Regions from separate parts of the Sus scrofa genome. Here region 2 is linked to region 1. The links are chromatin contacts, called in public Hi-C maps. All regions are on one chromosome and are shown on one strand. The core of a region is the stretch at or near the end of the contact, and the rest is flanking DNA. Distances in the headings are between cores, read along the strand shown. Region 1 overlaps CCDC85A (coiled-coil domain-containing protein 85A). Region 2 overlaps CCDC85A (coiled-coil domain-containing protein 85A).

What was found. Hi-C and Micro-C count contacts between places; a contact is called where the count stands out from the background.
Region 2: a Hi-C map of embryonic fibroblasts shows a contact between it and region 1, with 2.1 times the contacts expected there. The contact joins two enhancer-like sites. A contact is called at or near these places in 5 of 47 Hi-C or Micro-C datasets (adipocytes, embryonic fibroblasts and fibroblasts).

What each region holds. Positions count from the first base shown.
Region 1 is chr3:85,362,261-85,369,597 of Sscrofa11.1, forward strand. The region is part of intron 10 of CCDC85A (coiled-coil domain-containing protein 85A); the gene reads right to left. Among named protein-coding and RNA genes, the nearest start is that of MIR217-1, 25 kb to the left of the region's middle. Within about 2 kb of position 3,506, at least 9 of the 83 cell types and tissues checked have an H3K27ac peak or open chromatin away from gene starts, as enhancers often do. A contact at or near this core is called in embryonic fibroblasts, where this site is marked.
Region 2 is chr3:85,453,679-85,461,015 of Sscrofa11.1, forward strand. All of the region lies in intron 10 of CCDC85A (coiled-coil domain-containing protein 85A), which reads right to left. EFEMP1 (EGF containing fibulin like extracellular matrix protein 1) reads left to right here. Exons shown (of 11, transcript NM_001244261.1): 5 at 1,833-1,955; 6 at 5,970-6,089; 7 at 7,048-7,167. Among named protein-coding and RNA genes, the nearest start is that of EFEMP1, 50 kb to the left of the region's middle. Within about 2 kb of position 4,778, at least 2 of the 83 cell types and tissues checked have an H3K27ac peak or open chromatin away from gene starts, as enhancers often do. A contact at or near this core is called in embryonic fibroblasts, where this site is marked.

The sequences.
Region 1 (7,337 bases), core at 2,256-4,755:
GGATAAGGGAAAGAGCAGTGACTTAGTGATAAGGAGCTTATAGTTCTAGTTGGTCTCTGTTACTAAAAAATCAGCAGCCAAATGATCCATTTAAATTGTTAGTGCTTTAATGTACTTATCTAAAAAATGGGTATACCACTTTGGCCTATATCAGAGAATTTTGGTGAAATAGCAAAATGTGAAAATATTTCAGTAAGTATGGAGGGTTTTTCAAGTGCAAGATGTTATTAAAATCAGTATATCTGGAGTTCCCATTGTGGCACAGCAGAAACGAATCCGACTAGGAACCATGAGGTTGTGGGTTCAATCTCTGGCTTTGCTCAGTGGGTTAAGGATCCAGCATTGCTGTGAGCTGTGGTGTAGGTCACAGACTCGGCTTGGATCTGGCGTTGCTGCAGCTGTGGTATAGGTTGGCAGATGTAGCTCCAATTAGACCCCTAGCCTGGGAACCTCCATATGCCACTGGTGCAGTCCTAAAAAAAAGCAATAACAACACAACAACAAATCAGTATATCTTGTTCTCTGCTCTTCAGTGCCACAATTTGGTAAAGCCAATCAACTATATTTAATGAGTTCATGCACAGTTGTAGGCTAGATGCAGTTCCATCACTCAAGAAATGTTAGTTAGGCCCTCCTTGATACCCGGTTCCCAGACCTTCTTTTCACCACAGCTGAGTTTGTTTGACCCTGGAAGCTCTGCCTGATCCTATCTCTAGGATAAATCCTGAGTGGAAACAGAAGGCATTGAAAGGCACTCCAGCCCCATAGCAAAGAATTCACATCATGTCCCAGTATTTAGTCTAGCCCTGGTTATATGCCCCATTGCTGGTAACTAGGCCTTTCCTTCTTTTCCTACTGATAATCAGATCAAGAATTCAACTCTTCCTGGGAATATTTTCACATAGGTATTTGTCTTAGTCCATTCAGGCTGCCATAACAAAATCCTGTAAGTGGTTCATAAACAACAGAAATTCATTTTCCATAGTTCTGGAGTCTGGGAAGTCCAGGATCAAAGTGCTGGCAGATTTAGTGTCTGGGGAAGATCCATTTCCTTGTCCACAGATGATTATCTTTTTACTGTGTCCACACATAGGGTCTCTCTTATAAGGACACTAATCCCATTCATGAAGGCCCCACCCTCATGACCTAAGTAGCTCTCAAAGGCTGCACCTCCAAATACTGACACATTGGGATTAGGTTCCAATGTATTAATTTGGGGGTACACAATTATTCAGTCTATGGCAATATTCAATAAATATTTTTAAAAACCAGTGAATGATAAAAGCCCAGTGTTCCCTTAAGTTTGAGCAATACAGAAATGTTAGGGGCACTGACCCTCCACACAGTCCAAAACTCACATGTAACTTTATAGTCACCCCCTCCCCTGCCCCTCACTGTGTCTCCAACTCTGAATCCACATATTCAGACAAACCTGGGATTATGTAGCATTGCAGTACTATTTGGTACTGAAAAAAAATCTGCAAATAAATGGACTTACACACTTCAAACCCATGTTGTTCAAGGGTCAACTGTATATTCAACCACTTTGTAGACTTCTCCTTTCTTTAGACTCCATAAAGCCAGCTGCTTGCCTGATGTGTTCTTGGTTGCCATACCCAGTGGATATCATATCCTACTTGCCACTCTGTTTTCCACAGGACATCTACAGTGGGTGGGTCTGTATCTTCAGAGGGGGGCCCACTTTGTTTCTATTCCAGCTCATGGCTTATCCAAAGGTTACTCCCCTCACTGTGGTTAACTGAAAGGATACCATTCAGCAGAGCCCTGTGAGCATACAAATCAGTGCAAGTGGAGTTCCTGCCATGGCTCAATGGAAATGAATCTGACTAGCATCCACAAGGACACAGGTTCGATCCCTGGCCTTGCTCAGTGCGTTAAGGATCAGGCATTGCCGTGAGCTGTGGTGTAGGTTGCAGACATGGCTCAGATCCTGCATTGCTGTGGCTGTGGTGTAGCTAGCAGCTACAGCTCTGATTCAACACCCAGGCTGGGAACCTTCATATGCTGCAGGTGAGGCCCTAAAAAGACACCCCCCCCCAAAAAAAAGAATAAAAAAGAAAACAGTGCAAGTAATCCCCGTCTACAAAACAAAAAATTGTTATGTTCCAAAAGTTTGTTTGTAAATAGGTCCTCTAGCACTTGGGAATGCGTTTCCCAAGCCATCACAAACAACTCATCTATTTTAATAGTCATTCCTTCCAAAATATTCATTGAATATCTCCCTGCTTTGCGCTGGTCATTGTTTTTGGCACAAGGGAAACAAAGAGAAATTAGACTCAGTCTCTATCCTCCAGGAACTCACAGAATAACAAAGGAGATAGTGGCAGATGCAAATAATATATATGCAATATCGCATGTATTAAAATAGAGGACTGTCCACCTTACAGCATGGATAAAAAAGAAGAGGTGATCTCTCTGCCTGGGTGGATCAGGAAGGTTCCAAAAAGACACATTCCTGCTGAGGCCTGAAGAATGAGGAAGTATGCACCAGGCAGATGAGTGGAAAAGGGTGTTCCTGGTATGTGATTGTGAGGCTGCCAGACCAACACCCAGGCGTCAATTTAACCCCTGATGTGGCTCTGCCAATGCTGCAGCATTGTCACACAAAAAGGGATAGGTTTTTGCAGTCTGGCCTGGGAAAACTAGTTTCTTTTGGGAGATTAGTTCTAAAACCTTCAATAAGACAGAATTGGCCCTGGCTCATGCAAACGCCCATGTGTGCATGTGCACACGTGAGCACGCGCATGCGCGCGCACACACACACACCCCCCACTACCACTGCCACCACTCATCATCTGGAGCAAAAAACAAAAACAATTCAGTGACAGAAGAAGCGATTCTTATGCTTTCACTTTCTTGCAAAACACCAGTGATCCTGTAAATGCAAGGTCATGAGTAAAGCTTGTTAGGAAATGCAGATACTAGACAAGTCTACACCCTGAGGAGCTTAACAACTAGCTGTATAGGCAAGACTCACGCATATAAAGTAACTAAGACCCAGGGCAGTAGCTGCCAAAAGAATGACGCATGCTATAAGCACTATATTTCTAGTCATTTCTTCTTTCTTCAGAGAATAATTCAGTTTAGTTTGACAAGTGTTTTATATTAAATGCCCACTACAGGTCTGTTGATGATGTAAGGCTGCATTCTGAATTTCACAGGGCAGCATCCACCAAGTTCTGTAAATGCAAATAAGTTTTCCTCCCCAAAGGCATTAAGTCAACACTGGAAAGACTCTGGGGGGTGGGAGGGCTAATTAATAGGAATTCTGTTTTATTCAATACGGGAAACACATCAACACTGAATAGGTATGAGAAAGAATTTCCCACCAGTGGGAACAGGCTGAATTAGAATGAACCGCCTTGGGAGGTAATAAGTTTCCCGTCAGGCAAGATAATTACTTGGCAGTGATTTTGCAGGGGTGACTCAAGCATTCAATGACCAGTAGGCTCCCTTCCAATCCTGTGATTGTGTGAACTTCTGCAGCTCCCTTTTGATAGCACAATAGAGGAATCTGGGAACCCACAGGGTAGACCTGTCACAATGCTGCAGACTAGCCATGAGATAGACTCCTTCAGGTACCAGAATCCCTGACAGAATGGGTGGTAAGAAAACAGAGAGAATGGGAATATATAACTTCTATCAAAAGTCTGATCAAACTCATGGGCTCAGAGTGTCTGGGAGAGTCTCAGAATGTCAAAATGCATTAGCTCTCCAAGAGGATCATGGCTATTGGACAAGGAGCACCACAAGACAAACCAGCTAAAGAATAAAAATGTAGCCTCTTAAAGAAGAGATATGTAGGATTCTGGAGTATTTTGAAAGGCTCATCTGATAGGGGCTTTACCAGTCTCCACGTAAGGGGCCCCTCCTGCAATGGTAAGACATTAAATTTCTTGGGACACTCCAAGCAAAGACATTGTCAAAGATTTGTCCAAGAAAAGAGCATCTCCAAAGTGAAATAAGCAGAGAGTGGACACAGCAAAGTTATACAGGCCTCTTGAGTAAACGTGTAGTCCCAGGGTGCTGATTGTAAAAGAAAGGCAACATCCTAAGGGTCCTGGACAACCAAGGAGTGAACTGTTTAAAATCCTGATGTCACATGGCACATCAGAACAAATTGCAAAGGGTGTAATCTGCTGAGCTACAGGATTTCTGAATCTAAAATAAGGTAACTCAGTCAATGCAGGCAGGCATGTTGGCTAATGTATCATCAAGTAGGAGAAAGAACATTTGGATCCTTATTTAACCAATTCTGGGTTCTGAAACTGAGACAGTATAACTCCTATGAGCTTCAGAAAGTAGGGGGCTTAGAACTTTTCACTAAGTCCCTTCCAACTCTAAGATCTAGAATCTCAGTGCACAAAGGAGAACATCTTATGGCAGAAGAAAACAGTTATCAAACAGGTCATCACAAAACGTGCTGGAAGAAATGGATTCCTGAATATGATTCCTGAATTTTCATTTGTGACTTCTTCTTTTTTTTTTTTTTTTTCATTTTTGGACTAAATTGTGGTTTAAATGGTTAAGCCAAATGAATGGGAGTGAAACCAATTCACCACACACCAACAGCATTCTTATTTTTGTGGGGAAAGAAAGCAAATATGTGCTATTTGGTCATGTAGGAAAGCTCAACCTACAAAGTCTCCACAAAGTCCCATAAAATCAAGAAGGGTTCTGCCCAGTGCCCCGGGAAACCCATCGAGAGGAGCCAAAATACTTCTTTTTTACAAAAAGCTATAACTTAACATTACAAATCATTTGCTATTCTCAAGAGAATTGCCTAGTATTGCAAAACTTGATAATTACTGATTCATGACTGATTTAGGAAAAACATCGGCTTAAGTAATCAGGCCAGAGTACTGCTGCTGACCGCAATGCTGGCAAGAAACCTACCCTTTCTTTCATCGTTCCTTTCATGAATGTTTAACATTCTACAAAATTTAGCTTTTAGCATATTAATAGTGGTTTCGGTTTTCCAAAATTTGGGAGTACAGAACATAATGCTTACGTGCTATCAAGCACCTATATTTTCTCTGAACTTTATTCAAGTGTCACTAACCAGAACCCCAGGAAGTTAGAGAAAATGATTCCGGAAATCAGACTTGGTAAGAGACATGGATTATTTTCTGTAACATATCAGATCTCAGACTCCTTGAAAAAACTCTACAAACACATAAACATCAATTCTATAAACTCACAGTACGTACTGTATAAACTAGCAGGAAGAATTTAATTAATGTTTTGAGCCTACCCTCCACACCACAAACAACACATACCTACGTAATGCAGGCTTCTCTCATGCAAGCAGAGTAATGCAAGCTTCTCTCATGCAAGCAGTTCATTTGCAAGCAGATAAGCACATCGGAATATGTTCATCTGTACATGCCTCTGGGAAAATGTTTTCTGTAAGGATAAGTGAATCCCATATCTGTAGAGAGAAAGTTATCCCCTCTCTGTTGGAATTGTTTTTCTTCTTAAAATTAAGAAATTAAGAATATTTTCTTTTCTGCAGAGGAATTATAGAGAAATTCAAGCCAAAATACTGTCCCACAGATTCAAAGAGATTGCTTCTAAAACCATATCAAATTTTCTTTTCAGATCTTTCCCTTTCTAAGATTTTCCTTTCCAAGTAAACATGCTTTTGTTAAGTGAAAGGCAAACCCTTGTCATCAACTTATTTTCTATTATCAGTCCCTAAAAGCATGTATCACTAAAATAACTGAATTGCAAGTCTATTCACTAAGACTTACAATCATTGGTATTCTTGGAGGGAAAGAAGTCAAGTATTTAAAGAGCAGAAATTTTAAGTAAACATTTTAGCAGGGCTGTGGTAAATCAGTACTCTTATAGATTGCTGATATACAAGTTGGTAGAACTCTATTATAAGCAACTTGACAATATATATTAAAGTTTTTAAAATGTTTATACCCTAGCTCCAATAAGTCCATCCTGGGAAATGTATCATTAAAAAAAAAGACTAAAATAAAGCTTCAGGCACAAAGATATTTACTATCATTTATAACAGAAAAATGGAAACAACTTCTACGTCAAACATAGGAAAATAGTTTAGGAAAAATTAACTTCTCAACAGAATACTATGATATTTATAAGGATTGGTAATAACATGAAAATGCTTATATTATAATATTAAATTTAAAAGTAGATGACAAATACGTACTATAGATATACATATAATAGCATATATAATGTTATATATGTATATATATTTAACATTTACATCTAGCTATTCTTATAAAAATAAACAATAAATCCCTACATGTTAAAAAAAAAGATGAAAGGAAGTATTAATTTTTTTCTCCCTTTTCCTTTTATATATTTTCTAACTTTCTCCAACATGCTCCTTAAGAAAACATTTTAAATAAAATAAATTCTAAACAGACACAGATTAGAATTAGTGCTTAATATTCCTGACAAAAATCAGGTTAGGCCTGAGGGAGTTCAGATAGGAAGAAGGGATTTTGATGGCATTAATATGTTTTGAATTAATTCCTAATTAATTCATTCGATGAATAGTTCTATAAATTGACTGTAGGAGGAAGAAAGAAAATCACATAAAGTAAAAGAATCATCTAGTCCATATTGTGCAGCAGTAGGAAGAATGAACCCTGGGGAGAACTAGATATAATTTAAGAACTGGAATAATAGAACAGCAGAGAATTCATAGGAAGAGAAACTTTCAACAAGGCAGAGAAAATCAGAAATGTTGAGGCTGCAGAGATTTAGTGAGGTCAAGGAAAATGAAGAGAGGGGGAGAAGCCCTGGATTTAACAAGTTAAAGGGTAATTGAGAAACTAAGGAGAGAAATCAAATCCCCGGGGATCAGTGGTGATGAAATGGAGCAGTGGGTACAAAGGAAGGTGAGAAGGGGCAGTAGATTAGACCTGGGCCATTTCTTTTGCTCTTTACATGGTAGGGAAGACCAGTGTGAGTTTGGAGGCAAGGCAGGAAAAGGCTGACCATGAGAGACAGAAGATTCAAAGCTCAGAAAGAGCCCAGATCTAACCTGCCCCCTGTCTGTCCTCAATGGCAGACGCTGCCAGAAAACCAGCATCTGACACAGAAGTGCACCTCAAACTGGTTCCAAGTACATTTGGGCCCTATCTCTAAACTGTCCCTTACACAGATCATCTCCCTTCTCATCAAACCCTGCTTGGGCTTTATATATATGTGTGTGCGTATTTACACACACACACACACACACACACACACACATATATATAATTTTTATATATTCAAATATTTTAATATATAATTTATATATAACATTAAATAAATATAAACAAATATTTATA
Region 2 (7,337 bases), core at 3,528-6,027, 93 kb after region 1:
CATCTAGGAATTACAAATTTTAGATATTTTTTGACAAAGCTCAGTGTCTTCAGTTGTTGAAGAATGCCAAAAGTTCATAATCCTTTCATACTCTTCTATACTATTTAACCTCATAATATAAGAGATTTGAATGAATGCAAAGGTGATGTAGATAAGGCAAAATTAAATTTCACTTACAAATTATTATAATATGAATGCACACAAATTCAGATCACATTTTGATCTCAGAGAAATTTATTGTAACAGGTTCATATTATGGCTGAGAATTTGTTTACATTTCTAGAACTATAATCTACCTATTTCTTAAAGTATATTTGGTAAATTATTCCCAGAAGTGAAATGCTTTGGGGGAAAAAGTTTTTTGTTTTTTTTTTTTTTTTTTTTTTTTTTTTTTGGCTGTACCCATGGCATATGGAAGTTCATAGCCAAGGAATCGAATCAGAACTGCATCTGTGACCCATCCCACAGCTGCAGCAACACCAGATCCTTCACCCAATGTACCAGTCCCAGGCTAGAACCTGCACTGCTACAGAGAAAACACTGGATCCTTAATCTGCGGCACCACAGCAGGAACTCCAGAAATAAGCATTTTAAATTGCACCAACCTGAAGTTCCCATTGTCCTGCAGCGGAAAGGAATCCGACTAGGAACCATGAGATTGCCTATTAGATCCCTGGCCTTGCTCAGTGGGTTAAAGATCTGGAGTTGCCATGAGCTGTGGTGTAGGTCACAGACTCAGCTCAGATCTGGCATTGCTGTGGCTGTGGCGTAGGCCAGCATCTGTAACTCCTATTAGACTCAGCCTGGGAACCTCTATATGCCACGCATGCGGCCCTAAAAAGTGAAGAAGAAAAAAAATCTATACCAACCTATCTCTCCTAGAGGAGTATGATCAAACTGAATCTTTTTCATTTTGAAATGTGCAATGAAAGGTTTACACATTCATGTTACACTAAAGTTTACAAAACAAAGAAACAACAAATAGCAACATGGAATGCATAATATTAAAGTTTGATTTATACCTAGTTGCTGGGCAAATTTTTAGAAGTTTGTCACTAGAAATTATTTCAAATGCAGTGTATTAGGTAGAAAAGCAAGTACCATACAATTTATTTACATTTTAAAACCCACAAAACAATGCCATATATTCTAATGGATGTATATCTGTATAGTAAAAGTATAAAAACATCTCAGGGAAGGACTCGTACCTACCAGGATGGTAGTTGGTGGGTAGGTAAAGGGATTGAAAAGGAGTAAGGCTTTAGTTATATCTCACATGTTTCATTTCTTTTTTTTTTTTTTGTCTTTTTGCTATTTCTTGGGCCGCTCCCGCGGCATATGGAGGTTCCCAGGCTAGGGGTCGAATCGGAGCTGTAGCAACCGGCCTACACCAGAGCCACAGCAACGCGGGATCCGAGCCGCGTCTGCAACCTACACCACAGCGCACGGCAACGCCGGATCATTAACCCACTGAGCAAGGGCAGGGACCGAACCCGCAACCTCATGGTTCCTAGTTGGATTCGTTAACCACTGCGCCACGACGGGAACTCCACATGTTTCATTTCTTAACCAAAGTGAGCTGAGGCACCCATGGCAGAACATTAGCATTTCTTAAATCTAAGTGAGACACATTGGCATCTATGAAATTATTTTCTGAACACTTGAAATAATCTATCATTTTAAGCATTTCCAATATGACAGCATTACAGAGTAAGTAAGGTTTTAAGAATAGAGTGAAATTTTGGTTTCTTTAAGCACAATGGCAAAATAGAGGAAATATCAACATCTTCACAACTGACTCCAGCTCTTTCTATGCTGTGTGTCTTTAACAGACATAGATGAATGCACTGCAGGGACACACAGCTGTAGAGCTGACCAAGTGTGCATCAATTTACGAGGTTCCTTCACCTGTCAGTGCCCTCCCGGCTATCAGAAGCGAGGAGAGCAGTGTGTAGGTAAGTACACCAGCACAGTAAGTCACAGCCTGTCTGGAGCATAATTGTTTAAACTCCACGCATTCAAAACAAAGCACTCCTCTTTATTTGGAGAGTGATAGTGCTTATTCTTTCATTGAGTACCATCCATTTTCCACATTAACAAGAAGGAACTAACCCTTAAATGTTGAGCATGTTCTGGATATTAAAGTGTTGGTTACATGGTAGACTCAAAAAAGGCAGAAATTTGGGGTATGAGACTACAAAAGCAACTGGGGAAATCACTTTAAATTAGTTATTTGGTGCTCTGGCACTAAAACACTGATGCTATGGGCATCATTCACTGGTTTTAGCACTGCATAGCTTATAGGGCAAATGGTGAGGTTCAAATTCCAATTCCACCCCTAATTCACTTTGAGACCTTGGGCAAGTTATTTAAATATTCTGTGTCTCAGTTTTCCCTTTGTACTATGGAGGTAATACTGGCCCCTATCTCAGGAGCTTATGCGGGAATGCTTAGGGCAGCACCTGGTCCAGAGTTGAACAGCTGTTAACTCATTATATAATGAGTTAAGAGATTTGTACTAAACATTATACTACAAATGGGTGCAGTGTTAAGAATGCAACATATGTCCCCTGCTTGAGAGCTCTGCCTGAGCTCCCTGAGGGCAGGGGCCAGGCCTGGCTTATAACACTGCTGTCTCCCCAGTCTCTGAAGAGTGCCTGCCAAGTAGATATTCTATGCATGTTTTTTGAATGACTGGAAGAACACAGTCACAGTCAAGTTTGGGAAGGCTGAGTGGCAAATAAGAGGTAAACTAAAGTGTTCTGGGCTCAATCTTGAGGCCCAGCGCTAGGGTGAAACTCTGTAATTGACTCCCTCTGTCCAGTGATTTACATACCACCTCTTACCATAAGATCAGTGAAGAGTCCTTATTTTCTCTTAGGAACAGAGGATAAGGATGTGGGGACAGGCAATCCAGCATCAATTCTTGCTTGAGATGGGAGCTGTCGATGTCAGGGTGTCAACATTGAGCTCCTCATGGGTCCTGGCCCCGCTCTGCCTGCCTTAGGGCTGGGTCTAGGTGCTGAGGCTAGTGCCAAGCCTCTGAGGAAGGACCAAGGTTTGCAATGACTGAAGGCGTGATTTAGAAGAAAATTGTGTGGAAAACTCCATGTGCACCAAAGTTTTGCCCACTGTATTACTCAAGAGATAAACAATTGAGGGTATAAAAAGTATAGAAAAAGAATTAACATGGCCTAATATGGGAAGAATCAAAGCACATGGAACGTATGCTTAGAGCTCTTTATGATATGGTAGGAGGAGATGTTCTTAAATTCAGATCTAATCTTGCTGTTCTAATCTTATGGCTTCCTTTCTGTTCCCCTCACCCATAAAACCAACACTACATTCTTCTACAGAGCATATAAGGTCTTCCTCAATCTGATCCTTGCCCAGCTCTGCCAACACCCCTTTCCTGCCAAAAAAAAAAAAATTACACCCCAGCTTTGTCATACTAGTTATAGTCCCCCCAAGACATCACGCAGTGTCACTCTTCAGTTCCTCTAATTAGCTTTTTCGGTACCAGAGACATGCAGTCCTGACAAACTCTTATTCAACTCTCAAATCCCAGCTCAAGGTCACCTACTCAGGGAAGTCTTCCATGATACCCAAATATAATTAGTCACTCTCTCCTCTATGCCAGTAATTCTCAAACTCTGATGGATCCTTTTTGTAAACTTCCAATCTATACCCATCAATACTTCTGTAAAGTACAATAAAATTTTACAGTAACAATAAATTGCTATTCCTGAACACATGCTCTCAATTTCTGTATTTATTCATTATAGACTGGTCCAAATAGTCCATGGACCAGCAGCAGTCAGTAGGTCACACTTTGGGTAGAATGGTGTTCCCTTTCTCCCTTGTATGCTTTTCTATATTGATCTTATAATTTCATGTAGTAATTTGTTCTCATGCCCATTTTCCATATAAGACAGGGGTACAATATGCATATGATTATTATTCTTATAAACCTACATTGCCAAACACAATGCTAGAAAATAACAATGGTTCACTGAATGTTTACTGACTGAGAAGACATACATTATTTATTCATCAAATATTTATTGAGGGCTGACTATGTGCCAGGCTCTAGGTGCTATGCCATCGTGATAAACAGATAGATCCTACAGAATTATGGCCCTCATGGAGCTATTAGAAAGTACAATTTATATAAATTAGCTATTGATAATGGCATCTGGCTATAATACTAAGTACTAGGAACAACTATGCTAAAACTATTCTTAATTAGTATGAAGCTTTTATTCATTCAACTAATGTTTATTGAGCATCTACTATGCCAGACCCCCATTCTAGGTATTAAGCACACAGCAGTGGACAGACAAAAAAATACTCTACCTCTACCTCAAGAGGAGGAGACAGGTCTTATTTGCCATGCATTATAGTAAGAGAGACAGACAAGAACCAAATAAATACATAACATGATGTCAGGGAGTACTGATGGCTACAAAGAAATATAAAGCAGGATAAAGGGATAGGTGGGGCAGAAGAAGATATTTTATATGGAGGGACAGAGATGGCCTCCCTGAGGTGACATTCATTCAATCAGACATATAAATAAATTAGGAAGGAAACCATGTGAACATTATTATTATTTTAATATTTGAGGTGAATCAAATATATTTTGCAGCTTACTCATAAAAGTTCCCTTTTTTTACCTTTTTTTGTGCAAGGAAGTTTGCCTGCATCATATCATATAATCCTCCCAACAATCCTACCACATTGTTGTGTTATTACTCACAGAAGAGGAAATGGAAGCTCTGAGAGATTAAGACCAAAATAGTAAATGCCAGAACGAAGATTCAGATTCAGGTTACCTTGGAGCCACTTGAGCACACTGCTTCCCACACTTTTAGTTATTAAAGTACTAGAAGATCTAGTATAAAATTTTGTTTTGTTTTCATTTTTTACCATAAGATAGTGTTCCTCCATAGCATTATACCAATTGTGCATAATTGTTATTTTAAATTAAATATGACATATTGGAGTGGTCTCAAAGTGTAGAATCAGGAATTAATGCAATTTTATTACACTTCTAAGATATTAATCCTACTCTACAAGTTCTCAGTTGAGCATTTTATAGTTGGAAATATTTATACAAGAAGGACACAGGCTGGAATACTTCATCATTGTGTCAGAAGGGCCCTCTCAAGAGATAACTCATTTAGCATCTCTTTCAATTCACAGTGTTCTTTCATTTGATTCTCACAGAAACTTCATAAGATTCACATAGCAAGCAGTACTGTCCACATCTTATAGAAAAAAAAACAAAATAGATACCAAACATATAAGTGACTTTGCCAAGGTCACCAGCTGAGCGATAGCTCATACCTCCTTTTCTTAGTTTTACACTACATCACTCAATTCTTCCATAGTTCTTTCTTACTGCTGTTATTATAAATAAGCTTTTAGATTCCCAACCTGACATTCTCACCTATATGTGAAATAGTCTTAATTATTTCTCCCTCTTTAAATCTCAACCCACCCAGCCAGATTTATGAAGTCTGTTTTTAACACCTCACCTAATTACAGAAAGCAAACCAAAGGTTTTGTTTTGTTTTTACAGCTATACCTGCACATATGGAAGTTCCTGGGCCAGAGGTCAAATCAGAGCTGCAGCTGCAGGCCTGCGCCACAGCCGTGGCAACAATGGATCCAAGCCGCATTTTTGACCGATGCTGCAGCTTAGGGTAACACTGGATCCTTAACCCACTAAGCAAAGCCAGTGATTGAACTTTCATACTCACAGAGACAACATCAGATCCTTAACCACAGAGCCACAGTGGAAACTCAAACTAAAGTATATTTAAAGCACAGATTAAAATGAGGTCTCTAGATAGGTTTTCTAGATAATGCTCTGCTGAGAACCTAAGATTAAACAGCTCAGTAATAGGCAATAATTTGGATAGTCAATGATTTGGTTCTCTTCTTGTGTGTTCTTAATAAACTAGATGTAGATGAATGCAGCATCCCTCCATATTGCCACCAAAGGTGCGTGAACACACCAGGATCATTTTATTGCCAGTGCAGCCCTGGGTTTCAGTTGGCAGCAAACAACTATACCTGTGTAGGTAAGTCTTCTAGAAACAGCCATCCTGACTGATTTCTGTCTTCCCAAGTCCCACTGCAGTATTTTCAGTTTTCTCTCTTCATGAGCAAACTGGTTTCCATCAATTTCCCTGCATAAAGCTGAAAAGATAATAACCAATCTGTTTCTTAAGACACATCAAGATGTGAATAGAAAATTTTTTAACTCTAGTCTTTTCTGTGGTGTATCAAAAAAAAATTTTTAACTATAGATCAACTGATATACATACACCAGCTAGTCAACAGTGTGTGATACAAATGGTGAAGGTGCCAAAAGTGTTACTGCAAGTTCAGATACATAAACTTTCCACTGAAGGTGCATTTGATTTTCACAGGCTTCTTCTACCCTTTCAGAATGCAATGTCACGGCAGACAGTTTTCAGATTGGCATGACGTGGAAAGAATCTAGTGCAGGAAAAATGCCTTTTCACAATATTTTCAGTGCCTTAGAGCATTGCAAAACTCTGTATGGGTCTCAAAGGCTTATGTTATAATTGTAATGGAATTTAACAGAACTCATTTAAAAAGTAATAAATAGCACAGATAAATCTTCACTACAGCATGCTGAGAGACCATATCAGTATGTGTCTTATATCAGTTATTTATAGACTTGGCATTTTGCATTTGAACAACAATAAAAGAAAATAGATATTGGAATATATATTTATTAGAATCATTAAATTCTTTTGGAGAGATTCATCAAACAACAAACTGTCATTCCCAGAAAAGAAATATTCTGGTATTTCTAAAAGAAGTATATGACAGACGTTTCAAGTTGTTCCAACAAATATGAAACCTGAATGGACGTTCTCCAGGGAGCTTCTGCAAGGCAAAGAATCCAGCTAGGGGAGTACTCACTTATTATCGGATGACATGGGTACAAAAGTGCAAGGCTATGTTTAAAGACATAGATATACAAATGTGTATAACCTTGCCTTTCAGACATAAATGAATGTGATGCCAGCAATCAATGTGCTCAGCAATGCTACAACATTCTCGGTTCATTCATCTGTCAGTGCAATCAAGGATATGAGCTAAGCAGTGATAGGCTCAACTGTGAAGGTAAAATATTATCCAAATAATTTGTCATTATAGTCCAATTCCTGTGATTGCTGTTGCTTTATCCATGCAAGTACCTGTTTATGAAGACAAATTTTAGTCATGGAAATTCTGTTCTAAAATCCAGTTAATTTAATTCACTTGTAACATTGGATCAAGAGAAAGGAGAAGAA